2 separate regions of the Mus musculus genome follow, and region 2 is linked to region 1. A link is a contact called in public Hi-C data. All regions are on one chromosome and are shown on one strand. The core of a region is the stretch at or near the end of the contact, and the rest is flanking DNA. Distances in the headings are between cores, read along the strand shown.

The links. Hi-C and Micro-C count contacts between places; a contact is called where the count stands out from the background.
Region 2: a Hi-C map of CD8 T cells shows a contact between it and region 1, with 2.1 times the contacts expected there. The contact joins the enhancer-like site here to the promoter of 1700019J19Rik in region 1. A contact is called at or near these places in 11 of 484 Hi-C or Micro-C datasets (B cells, CD4 T cells, CD8 T cells and 6 more) and 5 of 115 datasets of contacts at active chromatin or transcription factors (CD8 T cells, T-cell acute lymphoblastic leukemia, embryonic stem cells and 2 more).

Annotation. Positions count from the first base shown.
Region 1 is chr9:14,087,311-14,092,527 of GRCm38.p6, reverse strand. 1700019J19Rik (RIKEN cDNA 1700019J19 gene) reads right to left here and starts at 2,451. Exons shown (of 4, transcript NR_166640.1): 1 at 2,067-2,451.
Region 2 is chr9:14,292,756-14,297,813 of GRCm38.p6, reverse strand. The region is part of intron 1 of Sesn3 (sestrin 3); the gene reads right to left. Among named protein-coding and RNA genes, the nearest start is that of Sesn3, 19 kb to the right of the region's middle. Within about 2 kb of position 3,758, at least 38 of the 459 cell types and tissues checked have an H3K27ac peak or open chromatin away from gene starts, as enhancers often do. A contact at or near this core is called in B cells and CD8 T cells, where this site is marked.

The DNA.
Region 1 (5,217 bases), core at 1,202-3,701:
AGGCTCATGCCTTTAACACTCACTCCCAGCTGGTGGTGCTATTTCAGAGAATACAGAGCCTTTAGGAGGTGTGGGCTAGCTGGAAAAGGTAAGCTAGAGCCCAGCTTTGGGTTTTGGTACTCTTTGCTTTCTTGTTTACTACCATGTGAATGGATTCCGCCATGTGCCCCTTCTTACAGAGTCCCTGCATCATGTCTCCCCATCTACAGTGGGCAGAATCCATGAGCCAAAGCCCTCCCTCCTAAGTTGTTTCTGTCACATCCCCTAAGTCGCATGGACACAAACGTCATCCATACACAGAACACTAGCTGATCTACCTGAGCGTTCAGCACCAGAAGCCTGTCTTGTTAGTCTAAAATACCCAGTTCTGTTGTATACTAGACGGTGGCCATTGCTTTGAGTTCCAAGTTTCCTAATGTAAGAAATGTAAACTAAAATATTGCCCGAATGGCCAGTGTGTCTTGATAGGCAAGTTAGTGTATGATGGCAGAAGCTTTGTGGACACACACAGCAAACTTCTTTCCTAGTCTACATCTAGTTGCCAGCAGACACTTCCCAATCCCCAGGAATCCAAATAAGGTTCTGCAACTCTCTGATCCAGGGTAAGTGGGTTCAACTGATTTTATTTTTTCTGTATAGTGCCCCTTTCTCATCTGCTAGGTGGTTGCACAGGACTCAGGACTGAAGTACAGTCATCACGGAAGCCACAGCCAGGAGGAAATGAGCCTTGGTCCATGAGGAATACACTACTCCTCCTCCTCTCCTGACAACCGTGTTGGATTACAGTCTGGACTATTGGAATTGTAGCATGATTTGTACAAACAATCCCCTCTGACGTGTTTGTTCTCTGGAGTCCCCTGGCCTGGTAATTCCTGAGTCAATTTCAGTTATCGCCATGGTGGCGGTTATTATGGACTCCTTAGAAATGACAAGTGTTGGATAGAACATTCTGTTTTCTCTCTAAGTAGAACATACTTCTAGAATCTCTGAATCCTCTGGAAATAGAAATGAATCATTTGTTCACACATTTACTCCACATACAAACATTCAATGGGCACATGCTCTGTATACAATCTTGTCAGTTGAAGAGAGATAGAGAGATAATAATAGCTCTTGGGACCTCAGGCTTCTCAGAGAGGCTGGCCTACGACTAGCAGAAGGTAGAATGAAAGTGTGCCTGAACTCTCTCCCTCTCCGTCTCTCCCTTTCACTTCCTCTGTCTCTCCCTCTCTTGCTCTCTTTCTCTCTGACATCAAAGCTGTGGCTTCTGACAGAATCTTTAAGAGGCCATTCAAACTGCTTCCACTGTACTCAGGGTAGATCTGTGGAGAAGTTTGCTGGGCTCTGGGACAAACTCCCCTCGACTTTCTCTGCTCAAGGAAAAACAGGAGGGCTCACAGGAGCTCACTGCCATGAAAAGCAAATGTGTTAAGAGGTTGTTGCCCTGTGGCCTCTAGGAGCCTTCCATCCCCTTTGTCCTCACTGCTTCTCCATGACTGTGCCTTGTCCATTCCTTCTGGAACACATTGTTACGTCCTCTTTTCCAATGGCAGGGGCTGTGCTGAGGTAGAGCTGGTTCCCTTCTACCTTGCTCCTTCCCCACCTGGAACTCAGCTCTCCTCTTTGTAGGGAATTTCGAGCACTGAATAGGCAGCAGCCCCCTCCATCCTCACAGAGAGCACCAACAGACCTGGGGTCTCACCATGGTCATCCAGAACCCATGTAAACCTTCATGAACCTTTTCAGCAGGGCTTCTAGACAGCTGGACTTGACCCAGGAGGGAAACAATCTCTAGGCATCTTTGGTAACAGCCATCACTTTCCACCCCCACAAATTTATTTTTAAATCACTCTGAGATATGCATGATGATAAGCAATGTGTGGGTGGAATGATTGCTGTTAGTCAGGTGCCTCTTCTTTCAGGAAGTGCTCTGTAAATATCTTGGGGCTGAAGTAGACCCTCCCGCTGCTGAGCCCCTCTCACCATCCATCCAAGAGAAGCTTTCTCCTTTAGGGTCTCTTTCTCCTGCATGTATAACCTGGAACTATGCGCCAGTGTGAGTTTACCTTCTCCATCTCTCCACTCCGGAGTAGGCGACTCCAGATAGGACTGTGGAGTCCTCCATGATGACAAGAGACCTGTCCTGGAAGACCTTCTGGGAAACCCAGCGGAAGAGCCGTGGACTTGTTTGTGGATAACTGGTTGGCTCAGAGGATTCCAAATCCCAACCATGAATTTTTCCTTCTGAACCTATCATTAGGTCTGATTTTGTGCCAAACCAGTTCTGAAGCAAGACAGTGTAAGCAAGCCTGTTCATTCACTGTTATTTTTAGGGCAGATCTGTTTCTCATTGACTGGGGCCCACTGGGCCCCTCCCTTGCTTTGTCACACTCAGGACAGTCAGCTTGGCAGCACACCAAAGACCATGCTTGCCCAGAGGTGCCCTCGCCTGCCTCTCCTGACTGGCGGGTACCGGCCTGAGCTAAAGCTGCCTTTGTTTTGTCACAGTGGGTTATTTTTTCTTGGGCTTGGATGGCTCAGCAAAAGTTATTGGACGCTCTGCAGGGTACAAGCGCCGAGCAGCACAGTTTATATTGGAACTGGTGTACACTGTTCTAGTATTCGTGGGCAGGGGGAAGGGTCACACACAAGTCAGTGCTGTCTGATTCTTAAGCTAGGAGCCCTTCCGCAGTAACAGTAGTGCTGATAGGAACAGATGAGCAGGGGGAGCAGATGAGCGGGGGAACCAATAAAGCATAGAACAGACACTTGCTTGTCTTCAGCAGTAGCCACCCTCAGGCATCATGGGGGTGGGGGACGAGAGACAACAAAAAGAAAGTGATATTTAAATCAGGTCAAACACAGCTACCACCTCTTCCTCCCCTCCCTCCTTGCTCCCCCAGCCTGGAATCCTCTGTCTGCTCTCATCTTCTGTGACATCAGCTGTCTCCTTTGCCACAGAGAGTGTGGAATTTGAGCTTTCATGCCTGGCTTAATTTGCTCAACCTAATGAGCTCTGCTTCCGCCCCCGCTGCCACCCATTCTTTTCCTGGCTGCATAGTATTCTGCTGCATGCACGGACCGTGCTTTTCCTATCTATCTATCAGGTAATGAGAACTGAAGCCGTTTCCATCTGTTCGTGGACACTGTGACCGATAACCCAGGAGCACAGGAGTTGATTTAATGTCCTTTATATGTTTGTTCATATTGATATTATGCAATGTTTATATTAATGAAAATACCACTTGATATTCCATTAATGTGTTCAATTTTATATTTTTTTTAGCTAAAGTTAGGAGGTCAATCTAATTTAAACTTAAAAAGAAATAGTAATAAGACAGGAGAGATGTCTCCATGGTCAAGAGCACTGAATACCCTTCTCAAGGACCTGGGTTTGATTCCCATCACCCAAATAGTGGCTCATAACCATCTGTGTATAACTCCAGTTCCTAAGGATCTAACACCCACCCCAAGCATCCATGGATGCACAAACATATGTACAGACAAAACACCCATTCAAATAAAATAATATTGGTATTAATGCGTGCGCGCATACACACACACACACACACACACACACACTGCTTCAGTGCTTCTGTGGGCCTGCTTTCCCCTCAGGGTCTCCTCTTTCATCTGTGTCCTACTTTAAGTGTCTGCAGAGCTGTCTACAACTCCTGACATTCCTTTCTCAGAATTCCCAGGGACTTCCCTCCAAGACTGTGTGTCTTCCTGTCCTCCATCCTCAAGGCTGCTGAATTCCTGGGAATGATCAAATACGCATGTACCAAGAACCTCACACAGACTATGAGGTCAGTGAAGTCAGAGGAGCAACTTCATCCTAGCCCAGCCTCAAGTACTTTCTGGGGTGGGAGGGGGTGGAGGCGGGGGAAGAGGGACTGTGGGGTGGAGTGGGGATGGGGGTCACTTACTATTGTTCTCATCTGGCTCTGAGTCTGTCTTCCTATGTGCCTCCATGTGAAGCCATCTTTTAACTCCCTTCTCCTCTTGACACTATATAGAAAGGGCATCCCCCAGGCTTGTCCCTGGGACCATGTGTGCAGATACTTAGGTAACACTTTACAAATTAAAAGACCCTTTTCTAACCCTCCTTCTATAGAAGCCTCTTTCCCAACAATCCCGTGAGCTCACACTGGAGTTCAGACAGTTTCTGGTAGTGCTAGGCCTTAACTCTAGCTTGTTTCACTCCACATTCAGGTCCTTCTGTCTCTCAGGGACAGCCAGAATGTTGCAGAATGAGGACCAGGAAGAAGCAGCTGGGTCTCTGAAGCCAGTGGTGTTCTGGTAAGAAGATCTGAGGGTGTGGATGGCAGGACTGGGAGCGATGCAAATCTGGCAGGAAATGTCTTGCTTCAAATCACCTACAGGTTTTCTTTCTCAGGCTCAGCATTTGCCTGCTTTCTTTCATTTTCTCCTCCACCAACGGTTGCTTCTGACCACAGCTGCTCCTCATAGGCGAGTGCTCATTTCCTCATTCTCTGCCCAGTGTTTCTCTGTGGGCAGTGGTACTTCTGGTCCCTCAGTTTCCCTGCCTGGTCCCAGCAGGCTCACCGGCCCTCCACAGCAGGCTGAGTTCCTGTGTCTCACTCTCAGCTGGCTGAGACCACATGCTTTCTGCTAATATGAATGTGACTGAGCTTGGAGTCCCCGTTCCAGAGACACCCTCAGAAGGCCTTCATCTTCCAGACGTTTCTCGAGCGGATGTTGGGTTTAGTGGTGACCCCACTAATTGTCTCCCAACTCTTTTATGTTCTTTCCACACATGGCCTCCAGAACGCTGTGGCCTCTGGTTTTCCCTCAGTCCCATTGGCTGATCCATCTCAGGCTTGGAAACATTCTCATCTTACTGGAGTACTGCAGGCCTTGCCCTTTATTTTCCTTTCTGCTTTAAGCATACCTACTGCTGTGGTGATTGTAGCCACACGGATGCTCTAAGCATCACCAGTATACCAACATTCCCCACAATAATGTCCCTACACTGCATTCAGGCTCCTTGCCCAGCGGTGTAATCAGCATTCCCACTTTGATGTTTGATGGACACATCAACCTTAACTGTGTTCTCTAGGGACTCCTAGTCCTGCTTACGGTCCTGCTGCACTCCAGTGTTCTGTACTCCAGGTTCTCCATGCCCTGGCTGGGAGCTTTACTTTGCCTGATACTCAGAGCCACCTAGGATGCCTTTCCCTAATCCATACCCAA
Region 2 (5,058 bases), core at 2,509-5,008, 200 kb before region 1:
CTTGAGTCTCAGAAGAGACTTTGAACTTTTAAATCAGTGTTGAGATTGTTATAGACTATGGCGTCTTCTGAAGCTGGATTGAATGTTGTTTTGCACTATAATATGGCTACAAGCCTATGGGGGCTGGGGAGTGGAATGTGATGGTTGACTAAGAAACGGCCCCCATAGGCTCATACATTTGAATGCTTAGTCATCAGGGAATGGCACTACTTAGGATGATGTACATTTGGATCAAGAACTCTCATGTCTGCCTGGGCGCCACCATGCTGATAATGTACCAATCCTGAAACTGTAAGCCCCAATGAAATGCTTTCCTTTATAAGAGTTGCTGTGGTCATGGTGTGTCTTCACGGCAACAGAACACTAAAACAGAAGCCAAGTCTATCACGTATATCCTGGCTACGTTCCAACTCTGAGGCCATGAAAGCTTTATCACAAGGATCCTGTTACAGGGACAAAATTGAACCTGCTTTAACTGTATATACAGATTTCAATTCTTAAGTGGAAATCTTAAACGTATACTCAAGAACACTGCATTCATCAACTATATCACAATTTCTTTACCTCCACTCTCCCTATGCCACCAGTCCCCTGGTAGACCAGGCTAGTACTCTGCTCATCTCTAAGCACTGGTATATGACAAAAATTAGAGGAACTCCTTGTTGTGAATCAACTCATAGATCCCTAGCAGTCCTTATCCCAGGACTGAAAGGATAGAGCTGTTTGAAGAATCAAAACAAAGCCACCGACTAAATTGAGGCTAATAAACTTCATGCACACTGAAGTGAGCTGTAGCTAAATGTGCTCTCCCGAGTCTAGCAACTACAGCCCTTATATCCCACTCATACATAGAACAGAACTGGGGTATGGTGGTACATACCTGTAATCCCACCTATCAGTGGCTGAGCAGGAGGACTGCTCTAAGTTCAAGGCCAACATAGGCTACATAGTTAGTCCCAGATTCAGTAAGTATTTCTAGTTACAGGGTCATTCTTAACAATGGTTCTGCTTGAAAATGAAATGCAGTTAGTAGACATTGTACTTGAGCTTAACTAATGGCCAATATCCATTATTCTTATTAAAAACTACTCTGCTTTCCCCTCATTAGCTATCCATACACTGTTCACTAAGTGACACTAGATAGTCAACATTTTTAAAAAATACAGACTTTTATATGACTTTGCCCAACTGGAGGCTAACATTAAGGATCTGTGCAAACTTGAGTTAGAGTGAGGCTAAGTAGTAGAATAGTCATCACACTGTTGGTTTAAAGTGTTTTGAACTTACTATGGGCCTGTTGGAAGGTAGCCCAAAGGTCAGGAAATGCCTGCCACAACTCTGGACCAAAGCTTCTGAACAGACCGACTCCCTGATGGTACATTTGGAGTGATAGAAACATCCAAAGGTAAAAATATTAAGTCAAACACTGGGCCAGATCTCCTTTAGACTTCAGAATGAGCACTGCAGTATTTAGTTACTGAGAGTAGAACTAAGCCCAGAATCACTCTGGTGCTGAGAGTCACAGGAGGTGACTTCCTTCCCACAGTATGTGAGAAGCCACAGGTTAGCACCAGTAAGCCTCGCCTGTACACTAGAGAGCCAGTAGGCAGATTGCAGAGGGTGCTGCTCACCTCTACTTGAGACAGTATTTCCTGAGCTTCCGTGTCTCCTCTCTCTATTCTGTACTGTCTGCCCCACTCTTCCTTCCAGATCCATCGAAACACCAGCACTGTGGGGCTCAAGCCTTCAAGCTCTTCTACGAATGCAGATCTATTTGTAGGAGTCACAATGGCGCTGTTTCCCTTCCCCATAGACATGAGGTAAATCACGATCTTGTCCCTGCTTTCTAACTGTATAGGATCATCAGCAGCAACCCCAGCATCACAGCACAAGAACAAGTTGCTCATTAATTTACTGGGTTTGAATTACAGTGGGAGTTGGCCGGCCTGAGGAGTTTCCAGTCCCCTTCTCTTCCTTGTATTAATGTAAGCGCTTGAGGAAGCTGACATTCTGGAAACATCAGTAACTTAAGCTGATAAATGAAATGCAGGGCTGTGCATCAGCTTACTAGTCTCCATGTACCATTTAGATCCTCATTCACTTACTTGCTTACATTGAAACAATCAGGGCCTGCAGTGTGCCATAAATTGCCCTAAGTTCATAGAGATCAGTAAAAGTCTGCATGCTATGACACCGACTTGGATAGGAAACTCTCCTTTTAAGCCTTTAGTATTCAGAGATGAAGGATGCAAAGATACTTGTTGAATATGCTACTAAAGTTTTTGGCTAAAGTCCAAGAAAATATGGAGAGAACTTATATATGTCTTTGTACCTGTGATAATGCAAGCCGGTGACAGCCACGTAACTCCCTGTTTCCCTATTAACACATAGACAATGTACTGTCCTACTGCTAATTATAAGTCTGGTTTCACAGAATATTAGGAAGGCCTGACTTCTACAAAAAGACAGCGAGGCTTCCATAACAATAAAAACTTACCTTAAATCTTAAAAAGCTTTCCCTATTAAAATCATATTCCAATTAGATAAGAGAACTTAAAATTGGGAGTTTGAGAAAACAAAATTCCCATAAGCGATGATTAGAGCTACAGAGCATTCTAGTATGCAGTAAATGCTCAGGTGCCAACTAGGCCTTCTGAAGAAACACACAAACAAAAGCAGCAGTCTTGGCATGGGGAGCTCGAGTTCTGAATCAAGCATCTACGAGCAGCTCAAGGAGACAAAGCCAAACAGCTTTTGTTACTCTAGTGGGAACAGCACAATTTTCAGGTTTTTATTTATTTGTTTTTAACAACACAGACCACTTAGCTTAAAGAAATCAGGGTACCAAACTAAGCACATTTGATCCACATAGATTCACAAAATGTGTAAGCATTTAGTTAATAAAAACCAGTCATCCTTTATACCCAGAATTGTCAGATGCAGCAAGAACTCATCTTCACTTAATCTGAAAAAGTCATTTTACAGAGTCCTGGGAATACAACTACACAAGTTCCTAAGATGCCTGACTTTACAGCAAATCGCGTTAAACTTTGGGTTTATTTATTTATTTTTTTACTAGCTTTAAGGAAACATCTCTTAATTTTTGTCTGGAACAGAAATGAACACAGCCCATACACTAAATGCCCATGGACTTCATCTCTGTTCAAGTTTGTTAATTCCTCTGATAGCAGACTCCAAGACTGTCCTAATTTGATGTGAGGAAACTCACAATGGGTTGGAATCTGAGTTTAAACCGGAACCGAGCCCAAGGAGATGACGTAGTAGGAAGTGCTTACCTGACACAACATGACAACTTGAGTGCAAGTTGTCCTCTGGTCTCCACATGCGCACACACTAAAATAAGCTCCTTTAAAACACTGCTCATAACCTTTGTTTTGTTGTTGTTGTTTTTTGGTTTTTCGAGACAGGGTTTCTCTGTGTAGCCCTGGCTGTCCTGGAACTCACTCTGTAGACCAGGCTGGCCTCGAACTCAGAAATCCGCCTGCCTCTGCCTCCCAAGTGCTGGGATTAAAGGCGTGCGCCACCACGCCCGCCCTGCTCCATAACCTTTTAAATATCAGTACCTCTTTATTATCTTAAAAAGAATGAATCTCAAATGGTTTTGCTTATGGATTACAGTTATCAATAACCACATTAGAAATTAAAGAAAACATGAAAACCACTTAATACTCTGAAAAGTAAGAAGAGAGGCTAGTGATGCAGCTCTGTGGTACAGGATGTGGTCAGTCTCTGCCAGCCCCTGGATTCAAGCCCCAGCAGTTCTCACCCACCAAAAAAAGGAACAGTGAAAATAAGAATAATAGACCCATTACATATTAACAAAAGGGATTGTTTGAAAACTATAATTTAGAAAAAAATTTGAAGAGAGTTTTTCTTCTTTTGTGTAAATATTTAGCTTAATTAAACACAGCTGGATTTTCATGTACACTCTGGTACTCATCTGCTGCTATAGGTCATAGTGACTGAAAATCACAAAGAGAATCTGGCTCAGAAATATGTGGCTGACAGTCAAGATTAACCATTACAATATGAGTAACCATCTCTGGGCAGTAGCCATTTTAAGCATTGTTCTGAAATCCTGGACTCATATCTGTCTACTAGACTATAGAAAGTATATAAAAAGTATAGACGTATACAAAGTATAAACTCTCCTGAAAGGAGGTCACTACTTGATGAAGGGATACAGAGAGTAAACAAGGATCACAGAGTACTATGTGACTGGACATCAGTGAAGGCTACACTGCAGCAAGAGCTGCAAGACCTGCTCTTGCTTCTTTTAACCAGCACGAGAGCTTGTTACTGGAGGAGGCATGGGTCTTCCTATCTGGAATGAGAGATAAAACAATTCTAAGAGCCTATTTGCATTAACATGGCATGCTTAAGCTATGATATTGCCTGAGTGCTGATAAAATGTTTTCAGAAACACCAGTGCTGTGGGGCTCAAGCCTTCAAGCTCTTCTAGGAATGCAGATCTATTTGTAGGAGTCACAATGGCGCTGTTTCCCTTCCCCATAGACATGAGGTAAATCACGATCTTGTCCCTGCTTTCTAACTGTATAGGATCAGCAGCAGCAATCAGAAACAAAAGAAGAACACTGTAAACAATTTCCCTATTATTCTTGCTAATTTTAAATAAGTTTTAGTGTTTTAAAAGTGAATATTTTGTGGTAGCTAGATGGCTCAGTAGGTAAAGGTGCTTGCCCCTAGGGCTGACCGGCTGAGTTAGCTCTCCAGGGTCCACCTGGTAGAAGGGATTGACTCCCCAAAGCTGTCCTCTGATCCCCAGGTGACACCCATCATGAACAAATGTAAGAGGAAATGGGACACTGATGACTTTCCTTAAATAATGAGCTCATAAACTATTAGGTTTTGGATTCTTTTGATTAAACATTATAAGGCCAAGACTATAAACAAAATCATGTTCTATATAATTTGCCCTTTCCCTATAGAATGCCTTTAAATATAATATTCTTTTCAGTGTTCTACATTCTTGGTTCAGATAGCTTAATAGATAAGGTGCTTTTGTGTGTGAGGGCC